Linked DNA regions of Macaca mulatta: region 2 is linked to region 1. A link is a contact called in public Hi-C data. All regions are on one chromosome and are shown on one strand. Each heading gives the region's core, a stretch centred on a gene start, on an enhancer-like site or on the middle of the called end of the contact. The rest is flanking DNA. Distances are from core to core; before and after follow the strand shown.

Region 1 (7,201 bases), core at 1,570-4,069:
ATCCTCTGCATATATTTACTCTCCTCTTGAGAAGAAGCTTTTCATTTTGCTAGGGTTTTTTGTTGTTGTTGTTGTTGTTTTTTGACAGAGTCTTGCTCTGTGGCCCAAGCTAGAATGCAGTGGCACAATCTTGGCTCACTGCAACCTCCGTCTCCCAGGTTCAAGTGATGCTCCTGCCTCAGCCTCTTGAGTAGCTAGGATTATAGGCGCCCGCCACCGCGCCTGGCTGATTTTTGTATTTTTAGTAGAGATGGGGTTTCACCATCTTGGGCAGGCTGGCCTCAAACTCCTGACCTCATGATCCACCCGCTTGGCCTCCCAAAGTGCTGGGATTACAGGCGTAAACCACCACGCCCGGCCACTAGGGGTCTTAAAAGGGACAGAACACTTGACCACAGACCACAAAATTAACATGTGACTTATGCTTTCCATCATGAACTGGGTGTCGACCCCTGCATCTCTTTAAGTTACATGTGCAGATTAGTATTCCATTTGGAAGTGGTGTATATGAGATTGTTTGTGCAGGCTCTGAAGCCATAGGTAAGTGCACCTAATATTCATCTCCCTACTCTTGCTATATTATCTTCAGAATGAGTGAATATAAAGATAAGTCATCTGAAATTATTGTCTCAGCAGCAGAAAGAAGTGGAATACACAGTTGGGCACGGTGGCTCACGCCTGTAATCCCAGCACTTTGGGAAGCCGAGGTGGTCCAATCACCTGTGGTCGGGAGTTCGAGACCAGCCTGACCAACATGGAGAAACCCCGTCTCTACTAAAAATACAAAATTAGCCGGGCGTGGTGGTGCATGCTTGTAATCCTACGCAGGAGGCTGAGGCAGGAGAATTGCTGGAAAGCGGGAGGCGAAACAACGTCTCAAAAAATAACAAAACCAAACAAAAAACTGAAAGCTGGTAATGAAACAAATACGTGTACATGAACATTTGTAGTAACGCTGTTCACTACAGCCAAAAGGTGAAAAGAAGCCAAATGTGCATCAACGTATGAATGCAGAAACAAATTGTAGTATAAACATAAAATATTATTCATCTATGAAAAGGAATGAAGTACTGATATGTGATGTGATGTGAATAACATTAAAAATATTATGCTAAGCAAAGGGAGTTAGAAACAAAAGCTTCCATTCATTTTTATGATTTGTCCAAAATAGGTAATAGAAAGGAGAGAAAGATTAATGTTTCACCAGGAGTGGGATTATGGACAACAGTAGTGATTTGCTTAGTGCGCATGGGGTTTTCTTTGGGTGATAAAAATGTTTTGGAATTCAAGAGGTGGTGGTTTCACAATGAAGCAGCTACGTTGTCTGAGGTATAAACCCGGGGTTCGTCGTTAAGTGCCAGGAAAATTTAGGACAGGGACACACAAGAGGAGTTTAGGCGCGGAGGTTTAATAGGGAGAAGAGAAAGAGAAATGGGTTACTCTATAGAGGAAGGGGTCTCGGAGCGGAAGAGGGTCGGCTGGCAGCGAATGTGCTGAGTTTTACAGTCCAGTTTGAGGAGGCACTGTCAGATTTACATAGGCGTCACAGATTGGTTCGATCAGTTATGACGTTTACGTAGTGCCTGGGGAAGGCTGGTCGCCCCACCCTAATCTTTTTATGCAAATAGACTTCCCAGTTGATTGGCCCATCTTATCTACTCCTTACTGTGCACGTGGCTGGCAAAGAGAAGGGAAGATGGAGCCGCCATCTTGAACATGATTGGCACAACTGGCGGTATCTATGTCTGCGGCAGCTCCATTTTACAGGCTGCTCTTCCTTAGGAAGGGAAATAATTTGGGGCTGTTTTTCATTAAACAGAAAAGCCTTACCGAGGGCTCCCATACCCTATCTGCCTAAGTGATTGCTTCTTAACTCCTACATCAACAACACTCTATTTGTACTAGATGCCATTGCCATTGAATTACGTGCCTTAAAATAGTTTTGTTTTGTGAATTACACCTCAAAAATGTTTTTTAAATAATAAAACGACTATGTTAAAAACGTTCTGCATAGCGAAAAACAGAAGTCAAAGGAAAAGCTTTTTGGTTGAGCAATATTTGATACAATGTTAGTATGAATCTGTAAATAATACTTAACGGAGGCAAAAAGACTAAACACTCAATAGAAATGTGGGCAAAACATTTGACCAATTCACAAACACTATAATAATGGCAACGGAAAATATGCAAGGATGCTCCACTTTATTTACAAAAGAACAAATACAAATTAAAACTACATTTAGATACCACTTCTTACCATTAGATTAGCAAAACTTAACTCCTCGAAGATTGCGTCTTCTCGCTTGTTCCCTTTCCAATAACACTCCTCTTATCGTTGGAGGCGTTTAGACTTCAGGAATTCCCGTCTATTCAATATTTTCTGTCCTGAACCAGGGAGAGAGAAGGACGATTCTCAGGATAACAGTTCACATTCCCCACCAGGCAGGCGCTCGTGGGTTTGGGATTCGTTCCCAGTGGGCACCCCGGAGTGGCAACGCTTCCCCCTGAAGAATGAGATTTTGAGCGTTTTTCCTTCGGGATTCGGAGGAGTGTAATCCAAATGCTCTATGGAGTCGCACACACTATCTCCAGGAGGAGGACACAGGCAATTCTGGTAACGGCGGTCCAGGTGCTCAGTGGAGTAGCGGTCAGTTCGGCTCCGGCAGGCGAATCGGGATTTCTGGGAAATGTAGTCCAGACGCTCAGGGGAGTCGCAGTCAATTAGGCTCTGGCAGGCGGATCCCAGGGAATTCTGGGAAGTGTAGTGCAGACGCTCGGGGTCGCCGCGGTCAGTTTGGCTCAGGAATTCTGGGAAGTGGAGTCCAGACGCTCTGTGGAGTAGAGGGCACTTCCGCTCCGGGACTGTAAGGTTGCTGCAGTTTTGTCCCTGGTGGTTTGGGTCAGTTCCGCCGGACCCTTCTGAATTTCCTGGACCTACGCATTGGATCCTCAACCAACTGGTGATCGAATTAGGGGAAAAGAAACCCCGTCGGACAGCAGAGGTTTGGCGGGGCGAGGGCGGCTGTTTTCGTTCTAGTCAGTGGAGCCTTCTTGGGCTTGGGGCTGTCCTCGCGTCCCCGGGGTGTTTGGGACTTTGTCGGGTTGCGTCTCGCCAGGTTTTAGGGTTTCCGGGGCTCTGAGCTCGCCCACTCCGCCTCCCTGCACCCCACGCGCGTGGCCACGTCCTCGCGATAAAACGTTAGGATGTTAATCTCCTTGGGTCTACCGTTACTGTTCTTTAAGATGGGGACTTTAGGAACATCCTAATAGAATCGTTTTGGGAACTGGAAGAGGTAACACAAATGACAGCCTTAAAGCAACCCCTGTCACTTGGTGACTGGTGGTCTCTTGTTAATTTCCCACAAAGCCGGTCCCCGGGTGGGGTGAGAGCTCCAGCTGCAGGGGCACCGGCCCTTCTCCCTGATCCCTGCAGGACGCTGGATGATTCTGGACGCCTTCTGACCTTTTTTAGGAAAGCGAGGGTTGCGTCCACTTCCATGAAGGAAGAGGCACATTTAACTTTTATGGCGCACGGCGACCACGGTCAGGGTGTTTCACAGCCTTCTCCTTACCCAGCCCTACCTTTCCAAAAGAGCTGCAGGGAAGGACTTTTTGGCTTCTGACGGCAAAGCTCTACGTGAGTGATCCTTGGCTTTTTTCTTTGACAGAGATGCTCACCCCAACCGAGTGTGTATAGAATGTGTCTTAGGGCATGGGTGTTGCTTTCAGTTGTCAGGTTTTTCTAGTCTTTAATCTCGAAAAATAGCATAGCTTTCATCTTTTTTTCTTGATATTTTATCCTTGTTATTTTTGAAGAGTATAGATGAAGTTATTTGGGTCAAAGATGTTCATTTTGAGTTTTCTGATGTATTTCATGTTTAACTTCAATATATGCATCTTTTTTTGCGGGAATACCACAGATGTGGTAAATCTCTCTCTCTCTTTTTCTCCTTGAGACGGAGTTTCGCTCTTGTCGCCCAGGCTGGAGTGCATGGCACGATCTCAGCTAACTGCAACCTCCACCTCCCGGGTTCAAGCTATTCTCCTGCCTCAGCCTTCGAAGTAGCTGGGATTACAGGTGCCTGCCACCACACCCAGCTAATTTTAGTATTTTTAGTAGAGACGGGATTTCACCATGTTGGCCAGACTGGTCTCAGACTCCTGACCTCAGGTAATTCAACCGCCTCTGCCTCCCAAAGTGCTGGAATTACAGGCATGAGCCACCGTGCCCAGCCTGAAGTGGTAAATTTCTTATTGCAACATAACAGGGGCGTATGTCAGTTTGTCACTTCATTGGTGATCTCAACTTTTTTCACTTGGCCAAAGTCATGTTTGTCAGATTTCTGCATTGTAAAGTTATTATTTTGAATTTTTTTTTAACCCCAGGAACACAGATTCAAGTTGCTCTCAATATACACTCCCTAATTTTTTAGTTAAATAAAAATTTTTAAGGAGAAATACATTTATTAGTGCACATTCTCCTGTAAAGGTGAGCTTCCCCTCCTCCTTCATTTGCTTATTCATTCGTTCAACTATAAATATTCTATTAGTGTGGATGCAGAATCCAGTCTTATTAAGTTAAATGACATGTGGATTAACAATTACCAATACTTTGTCCAATTTTATTGAGGTGTATTCTATATATCGTAGAATCTACCTATTTCATGTGTACACTTTAATGATTTTTTTTTTTTTTTTTGAGACAGTCTCGCTCTGTCACCCAGGCTGTAGTGCAGCGTCGCGATCTTGGCTCACTGCAAGCTCCGCCTCCCGGGTTCACGCCATTCTCCTGCCTCAGCCTCCGAAGTAGCTGGGACTACAGGCACCCGCCACCACACCTGGCTAATTTTTTGTATTTTTAGTAGAGACGGGGTTTCACCGTGTTAGCCAGGATGGTCTTGATCTCCTGACCTTGTGATCTGCCCGCCTTGGCCTCCCAAAGTGCTGGGATTACAGGTGTGAGCCACCACGCTTGACACTTTAATGATTTTTAGGAACTTTGTGGAGTGGAATAAACATCACCATAATTCAGTTTAAATCATTTTCATCCCCCATTAAGACTCCTTATGCCTACTTATAGTTAATCCTCTTTCTCACCTCAAATATGCAGAGATCACCTACCTACTTTCTCATTATATACACTTGCCTACTCTGGAACTTCATAGAAATAGATCATGCAATATGTGGGCCTTCCTATGTGACTGGCTTCTTTTACTTAGCATAATGTTTCCAAAGTTCATGTGTGGTGTAGCATAAACAGTACTTCATTCCTTTTAATTTCCAAATAAGATTCCATTGTAAGAATAGGCCACAATTTGTCTATCCCTGTACTCATAGGAGGGCATTTGTTGGTGTGCAGTTTTGGGTTACTATGAATGATGCTGTTGTGAACATTCATGTGTTCATTTACAATACACATTCGTGTTGGCGGACGGCATCCCTGGCCACACTTTCATGTCTCTTTCTCTGCTTTCCCTGGTACTTTCCAGGCAGGATTCTGCTTTCCCTCGGACTGCATCACTCAGGACTCTGAATATTCCCTGAAATAGGAGGAAAAATGAACACGTTGAAGGTGAATACAGCTTGCCTCTCTTGCTGTTAAAATTTCTTTTTTATTTTTGAGATGGAGTCTTGTTCTGTCACCAAAGATGGAGTGCAGTGGCCTGATTTTGGCTCATTGCAATCTCTGCCTCCCGAGTTCAAGTAATTCTCCTGCTTCAGCCTCCCGAGTAGCTGGGAGTACAGGCACACACCACCACACCTGGCTAATTTTTGTATTTTTCGTAGAGATGGTGTTTCACCATCTTGGCCAGGCTGGTCTCAAACTCCTGACCTCAGGTGATGCACCCATCTCAGCCTCCCAAAGTGCTGGGATTGCAGGTGTGAGCCACCGTGCCTGACCGTATTTCATCTGACTACTCGTATTCTCAGATGTTCTTCTCAGTCTTGGGAAGACTTAGGGAGTACAACAGAGATATAGCATGGGAGAAACAGAATCTAGCTCCTCCTGTGTGAACACCTCCAATAATCCTTGTGTGAAGCTGCAGTTAAGCAGTTATAGCCTGTTGTGTTGTGCCAACCTGAGAGCCAGCATCCACACGTGGCACTGCTCCTTCCAGGCACCATTTCGGGGTGACCTTTCTTCCTGACTTGACACCTACTCAGATGGACCCAATGCTCCAGGCACTCAAAGACAGTGATAACCATAGTCATGATAGAAAATCTTTACTTTCAGTATGGTAAAGGATACCGCACACAATGTTATCAGAAAATATAACAGCCTAGAGCGAAAATATTCACTACTTGTATATCTAAAAAAGATAAAATCCAACATAAGAATCTTACGTACAGAATAGAAAAAGAAAATCCAAAGGAATATGAATAAAGGGCATTAACAGGTAAGTTTAAAAGAAGAAATTGAGATGGCCAATAAATATTTGAAAAGGTGATGGTATTATTTATAATCAAATAAGTGAAACTGTTAAATTCTTCCTAATATGATTATAAAAATCATGGGAAAATTGATAACCTGCTCTTGATTATGGTAAGACAAATCAGTGTACATGTATCCTCTTGAAAGATCAGAGTTTGGTAAAAAATTGAGACCTGATATTATATGATCACAATTTTAAATATGCCTATTTATTGACATTTTAATTTTCATTTAAAATTATTTTAAATAAACAGGAGCAAAATCTACCCAAAATTTTTTTTACAGTATTGGTATTAATAAGCATATATAAAATTAAAGAATTTTTTTTTTTTTTTTTTTTTTTTTTTTTGAGAGGGAGTCTCGCTCTGTCGCCCAGGCTGGAGTGCAGTGGCCGGATCTCAGCTCACTGCAAGCTCCGCCTCCCGGGTTTACGCCATTCTCCTGCCTCAGCCTCCCGAGTAGCTGGGACTACAGGCGCCTGCCACCTCGCCCGGCTAGTTTTTTGTATTTTTTAGTAGAGACGGAGTTTCACTGTGTTAGCCAGGATGGTCTCGATCTCCTGACCTCGTGATCCACCCGTCTTGTCCTCCCAAAGTATGGGATTACAGGCTTGAGCCACCGCGCCCGGCCTAAAGATTATTTAGAGTAGATAAAAATAGATTATCGGCCGGGCGCGGTGGCTCACGCCTGTAATCCCAGCACTTTGGGAGGCCGAGGCGGGCGGATCACAAGGTCAGGAGATCGAGACCACGGTGAAACCCCGTCTCT
Region 2 (7,201 bases), core at 1,956-4,455, 180 kb after region 1:
GCGTAGCCTCAGGTCCCTGAATAGTCTCTTCTGTTTTTTCCTTTTTTGAGACAGTCTCACTCTGTCGCCCAGGCTGGAGTGTAGTGGTGTGATCTCGGCTCACTGCAACCTCCGCCTCCCAGGTTCAAGCAATTTTCCTGCCTCATCTACACGAGTAGCTGGGATTACAGGCACGTGCCACCACACCCAGCTAATTTTTGTATTTTAAGTAGAGACAGGGTCTCACCACGTTGACCACGCTGATCTCAAACTCCTGACCTCAAGTGATCCACCCACATCAGCCCCAAAGTGCTGGGATTACAGGTGAGCCACTGTGTCTGGCCTTCACCCAAATGAAATACCTGAAACTTCTGGCTTAGGCACGGAAAGCTTTAACTTCAGCTGGGCATTGAGTGGACTTCACTAAGTCTAAAGGTTCACACCTGTCTATGTTTAAAATACAGGTAAGGCCATCTACATCCTCACAAAGCTGTTCCATGGAGCAAATTTCCTGGCGAATCTCCAAGTGCTATAAAACTTTTAAACTAAGTATGTACATCTTTAAAATATAATAACATGTTAATGAATAAAACAGATACTTAACTATAATACAAGGTTTTACTTAAAGAAAGAAATCTAGCTCTTGTTTGAAACTAAAATTACTTTCTCTGAGTTTGGCATCAGTCAGATGCTACTGCACCAAGCTATACTTTATTCTTTCCATAAAATGAGGTGTCGTGTACGAGAAAATGAGTCTAAAACTTTAAAGATTTAAAAAAATGGTAGAATTCTCAAAATTCCTATTTGGGAAGAGAAGTTATATGGGGAAAAACTGCTATTGTCAATGTCCTTAAAATGGCAAAATTCATAGATTACATAAACATGGAGAATGAGGAAAAATAAAATCAGATAAAAGATGGAAAATGACATGATAAAACGTAGGTGATATAAAATTAAATTTAAAAAACTCAAAATTGTACGTAAAGTACGATTATATATATTTGTGAGTGCAAATGAAAAGGAAGGTGGGAAATTATTGGTAAACATATTTGTAATGTGAGAGTTGTTTTCCACTTAAAAAATGTATCTGTTAGGCCAAGGCAGGAGGATCGCTTGAGCCCAGCAGTTCAAGACCAGCCTGGGCAACACAGGAATATCCCCTCTCTATTAAAAATAATTAGCCGGTTGTGGCGGTACGTGCCTGTGGTCCCAGCTACTCAAGAGGCTAAGGTGGGAGGATCTATTGAGCCCAGGAGGCCCAGAATGCAGTAAGCCACTGCACTCCAGCCTGGGAAACAAGGTGAGACTCTGTCTCTAAATATATATATTTAGAAATTTATATTTACATATATAAATATATTACACAGAAATAGATTTTAAAATATTTAAGATATATATATATATCTGTTAATGTTTATACTATTATTTGGAAATAAAAGGCAAGAGCCCGGCATATAACAATCTTTCAAGCACCTTTCGTTCCCTTTACTCTTCCAAATGGGAAAAATGTGTCCAATCTTTGTGCAATGAGATGTCATTTTAAGAAACCAGAAAGGCAAAATAAACTTACCTGGAACTTGGTCATTTTCCCCCTCTTCCTTCCGGGAAAAGGCGGAGTTCCGGGGGAGTGAACCTGGGGGAGGCAAAGGCATCATGAGATAGGTTAGGGATGCCACTAGTCAACATGGCACTTTATGTGGCACTTTAGAGAAAGGTCTCCCTTTCTCTAGGCAGGCACAGTTACACACAGCTTAGTGAGAACGGGAGCTGGATCCCAGCTACCACTGGGCCCCCTCACCCAGCTGCTTTTGTTCATGAACATTTCATATTAACAGACCTAAATCAAATGCAGCTCCCTGCGTACTCCTTCTGAACCTTAGTCTCCAAGGAAATGAGACAAAGACAGGCAGGGTAATGTAACAGAGCCAAAATGCCTGGCTTCAAATTTTGGCATTTCTACTTATTTTCTACTGATCAGTATAAACAGTATAAGCAGTATAAACCTTAAGCGAATTATTAATCTCTCTGTGCCTTAATTCAGTCACCTGTAAATGGGGAAAATAATGCCTGTATTCTCTATTTCCTGCAGCTTCTGACAAGCAAGTGCTATTATGCTTCATAAAACTGCCCTTTTGAGTATGCTTTCTAGAAAATGAATCTTTCAAGAAACCCAGAACTCAAAGATAATTGCTCTGTCCTGTGAGTTACCATGACCCTCAGAAAAGTCTGTAACTGTGATTGGTTGTCTAACATAATTAGGTCCGTTGGTAATGACAGTTAAACTGCTACGGATTTTTTTTTCCTCCAATAGATGTAATTACTTGCAAATGTTACTCAGCTGGAGGAGCCTCAAGAAAGTCTCTTTTTCCATATGCATGAAAGCAATGACTACTAAAAACCTAAAACTCTCTAAGAAATGCTGTTACACTTAAGTTAACCACACGGGATTACTGGTTACAACCACATAATACTGAACATTTATTAGCGCCTCAGGACACCTCTGGCACTCTGCAAATCTGTAATGACGATCGCTTCTCTGAGATAAAACACAGAGGACATTCCCCAGGCTCCGGCTGGAACTAATCTCCTGTCAAGAGGCTAGAAAAGTACAAGAATCCAGGAACGGCCCCACATCAGGCAAGGATTAGAGAAGGGACAGCGGCTCCGTAGCTGGATCTCCGACCCCATCCCAGGTTCAGAGGAGTTTCCAAACAACAGGCGTCTTTTTGAGTATAACAGAATTAACGGCGGCATCCAACATTTTCCTATGCACTGGTTTTAAGCTTATTTCTATAAAATCTCATTTAATTCTCACAAGAACATCACTGGGAACGCACTAACCCTTTACAGGCACGAGGAAACTGAGACAAGGAGAGATTAAGTAACTTGCCCAATATTTTGCCGCGAGGAGCAGGCAGGACTGGCTCGTAAGTGCGTGAGGCTGGCTAGGGCAGCAGAGAGGGCGGGAGACCCTCAACCTCGAAGCACGACGCGAGCCCGCCCCCAACGCAAGAGGTTCCGCCAAGGGGACGCAAACTCCCGCAGTCTCCCAACCCTGCCCTCGAGCGCTGGCCACAGCTTCTCTTCCCCAAGCCAAGGACCGGTTCATCGCTGGCCCCACGCCCAGGCCAAGAGGGCTCGGAGAAGTCTTGGAGACCCGGAGCTGACTCACCTCCCTGGGAGCTATCTCAGGTCCGACCTCGCCTTCCTGGAGCGGAAGTGCCTGCGAGTGCCCACGGTTCGTGGACTCCACTTCCCAGAATTCCTAAGCGGAAGCGTCTCAGAGTTCTCTCACTCCTGGACTACAGTTCCCAGAATGCTCCAAGGGTCGTGCTTCCCACCAGCTGGGTTTTGTTTTGACTCAAGCCGGTTGGGTTTGAGACACTTCTCTGGCGCTACTACTGTCAGATTCCTTTTAGTTTTATTCATTTTAAAAATTCATGAGAAAATAATTGTAAAATTTTTAAAGTGATGGCATATAAAAGTGAAAAGTTCAGCTTGTATTATGAAAATAAGCTAGAAACCAAAATTTTTAGCAGAAACAAAGGGTAGGCTAAAAATGGGAAGCGTAAAAGTGACTTAGGCTGAGCTCCGATGGACGCCGAACGTTAAGGAATACCAGATCTCAAACTTGTGTCAAATGCCGGCTCCCCGAATATCATCAGCTCAACCTGTTGATAAGACAAACAACGGAATTTGTTGCTGATTGCAGCAATGGAGGACAACACTTCGACGGAGCGTTGGCACCTTCACAGAGCAAAGTGTCAAGGCAAGGTTGGAACTGATTGAGAACTGGATGTTTAAGGCGGGTCTTTCATTGCAAGGGATTTTATTAGTATTGCATAATGATCATGATACTACAGTCCGGGATTGGTGGATATAGCAAGGATTTTTGAAACAAAAAATCTTAAGGTGCAATCTATTGGTACTTTCTTTGGAAGAGATTGAAAATTTGATGGGTCTCTGCGGAAGCATAATGAACAATTAAACAGTTTGCTTGGGCAGGAATCTCCTCGAATAAAGGCCTGCTGATGAAGACAGCTGAACAATCATGTTAGTGCCGAAAGTAAATTGTGATGAAACGGGAAAAGTTCGCTTGTCCCCCTCCCAGGGCATGTAATGGGGGTGTGGCTCGTTTCTTCGTGCCCAGCTGCTCAAACCTCTAGGGGGAGCCTGCACACGGCAGGTTGCAGAGCTCCAACCCAACGACAGTGTCTAGGGGTGAATGTTTACAGCTCCTGAAGCCCCAGTGGGCGTATTTCACAGGGTACTTTTTTAGTTTAGCCATCCATAGGAGGCTTGTGTTAGCTCAATTAGACCCCTGCCTTATCGCAAGCACAAGAGGCGTCTTGTATCCCAGAGTTTCTTGCCTTGGTGTACCAGAAGAATCGTATCACACATGGGCTTGGAGAAAGACTGCAAGGTTTTACTTGCACATAAGTTTACTTATGAATGATCTATGGGGAAAGCTCTTCCCAAATACCTGAGGCTTTTCACCTTTCATGGGGATCGGGCTAATGCATAGCTGTTCATTTGGAAGAGGGTATTACAATTCATGAACTCCAGGGCTTAATCTCCACATTTGCCTAAGTTTGGAAGATCCTGAGATTTTTATTTTCCTTTACATACCCAATCTGCTTTAAAAATTTCCTGATTACCTAAAAGTATCTTATGACTGGTTTGTCAAATCAATATCCAGTCTATTCATTTTATTTATCTACTTAGGTGTATTTATTATTGAACACTACTGCATCATCCCCTTTTTCAGACCCTGGCCTGTTGAAGGAATTAGGTCAGTTGTTATGATGTTACACATTCTGGATTTCTCCAACTTTTTTGGCCTCTGTCCCTAGTTCCTGGGAGATGGCATTTAAACTCTTAAAATATCCTGAATTATAGAAGCTGTTTGTTATTCACGGTGGGCCACTCACACTCTATCTGACAGATTGTCTCTGACAGAAACACATCATGGGCCTCTAGATAAGTTATGCTAGTGAGATTACTTCAGATAGGTGCTGGTTACACCAGACAGATCGATCATGTGATTTGAAGTTTAGGACTCTGAGCCAAATAACATCAGCCTGTGTAGAGGATGGGGGCTAGAGATTGAGTTACACGTCAGTTCTTCAATCAATCACACCTATGTAATAAAGCCCTAATAAAATCTATGAATACAAGCTTGGATAGACTTCTTTGGTTGGCAAGTATTCTCATACAGCTGTGTGCTGGGAGGGTAATGTGTCCTGATTTCAAGAGAAAGAACCATGGAATTTTCTATCTGGAACCCTCCCAGACCTTGCCCTATGCATTTTCTACCTTTGGTTGGTTTTGATTTGTATCCTTTTGTTATAATAAAGCTGTAATTAATAAATATAATTTTCCTGGGTTCTGTGAGTTGTTTCAGTAAATTATTAAACCTGAGAGGCTAGTGATCAGAAGTGGTCAGCTGGTCAGAAGTGAGGGTGGCATGGAAACCCTTGAACTTGCAGTTTGGAATGAAAAAAGTCTTATGAGGACTGTGCACTTAATCTGTGAAGTTTGACCTAACACTGGGTAATTAGTTCCAGAAGTAATTACACCACTTAATAATATGGGCTAATACCTTTATGAACCTCAGGGCAGAAAGTATTTTGTTTAGAGACAGGGTCTCATTCTGTTGCCTACATTGGAGTGCACTGGTGAAATCATCATAGCTCACTGTAACTTTAAACTCCTGGGCTCAAGTAATCCTCCTGCTTCAGCCTCTTGAGTAGCTAGGACTAGAGGCATGTACCACCATGCCTGGATAATTTTTTAACGTAATTTTTTTGTAGAAATGGAGTCTTCCTATGTGGCAGAGGCTGGTCTCTAACTCTTAGCCTCAAGCAATCCTAATCCTCCCACCTCAGCCTTCCAAAGTGCAGAGGATTACAGGCATGACCACCTTACTTGACCAAAGTTTTCTTAATATGTGCATACCTGGGAGATATTGCAGGTTTGGGTCCAGACCACCGCAATAAAATGAATATCTCAATAAAGTGAGTCACATGATTTTTTTGGTTTCTTAGTGCACATAAAAGTTATGTTTATACTATACTGTAAACATACCATTTACCTGTGTAATAGCATTATGTCTAAAAAAAAGGCAATGTACGGCCAGGCACGGTGGCTCACGCCTGTAATCCCAGCACTTTGGGAGGCTGAGACGGGCGGATCATGAGGTTAGGAGATCGAGACCATCCTGGCTAACATGGTGAAAGCCTGTCTCTACTAAAAGTACAAAAAAATTACCCAGGCATGGTGGCGGGCACCTGTAGCCCCAGCTACTTGGGAGGCTGAGGCAGGAGAATGGCGTGAACTCAGGAGGCAGAGCTTGCAGTGAGCCGAGATCGTGCCACTGCACTCCAGCCTGGGCGACAGAGTGAGACTCTGTCTCAAAAAAAAAAAAAAAAGAAAAAAGAAAAAAGAAAAAAGAAACAAAAGCAATGTACATACCTTAATTTAAAAATACTTTGTTGATAAAAAAATGCTAACAATCATTTGAGCCTTCTGTGAGTTGTGTAATCTTTTTTCTGGGAGAGGGTCTTGTCTTGATGTGTATGGCTGCTGATCAGGGTGGTAGTTGCTGAAGGCTGGGGTGGCTGTGGAAATTTCTTAAAATAAGACAACAATGAAGTTTGCCCCAGTGATTGACTCTTCCTTTCATGAAAGATTTCTCTGTAGCATGTGATGGTGTTTGATCGCATTTTACCCACAGTAGAACATCTCTCAAAATTGGAGTCAGTCTTCTCAAACCCTGCCACTGCTTTATCGACTAGGTTTACATTATATTCTAAATCCTTTGTTGTCATGTCAACAGTGCTCACAGCATCCTCACTAAAAGTAGATTCCATTTCATGAAACCACTTTCTTTGTTCATCCTTAAGAAATAACTCCTTATCAAGTTTTATCATGAAATTGTAGCCATTTTGTCACATCTTCATGCTCCACTTCAAATTATACTTTTCTTGATATTTGTAATACATTTGCACCACCTGAGTGCTACTGTCCATTTCAGAGTCTACTTCCCAGGGAATGCAACCTGTAACAATGCTTCTCTTTGGGCAAAAGGCTCCTTTCTCTAAAGGCTGCTAATCTTTGACACATCACCCAGTCAGTGCATATTTCTCTTGGTACCATGCTTAGCTAAGCAATACTTCTTTCATGGATTCCGGATTGAGAAATTGCATTTTCCACTTCTATC

The links. Hi-C and Micro-C count contacts between places; a contact is called where the count stands out from the background.
Region 2: a contact with region 1 is called in a Hi-C map of fetal cortex germinal zone, with 4 times the contacts expected there. The contact joins the promoter of ZNF235 here to the promoter of ZNF225 in region 1. A contact is called at or near these places in 3 of 14 Hi-C or Micro-C datasets (cortical neurons, fetal cortex germinal zone and liver).

The regions. Positions count from the first base shown.
Region 1 is chr19:56,504,191-56,511,391 of T2T-MMU8v2.0, forward strand. ZNF225 (zinc finger protein 225) reads left to right here and starts at 2,820. Exons shown (of 4, transcript XM_077983237.1): 1 at 2,820-3,002. It overlaps LOC106994793 (a long non-coding RNA gene), which reads right to left and starts at 2,673. Exons shown (of 2, transcript XR_003725015.2): 1 at 2,258-2,673.
Region 2 is chr19:56,688,377-56,695,577 of T2T-MMU8v2.0, forward strand. It overlaps ZNF235 (zinc finger protein 235), which reads right to left and starts at 3,206. Exons shown (of 5, transcript XM_077983222.1): 1 at 2,870-3,206; 2 at 1,550-1,612. The coding sequence starts at 3,088.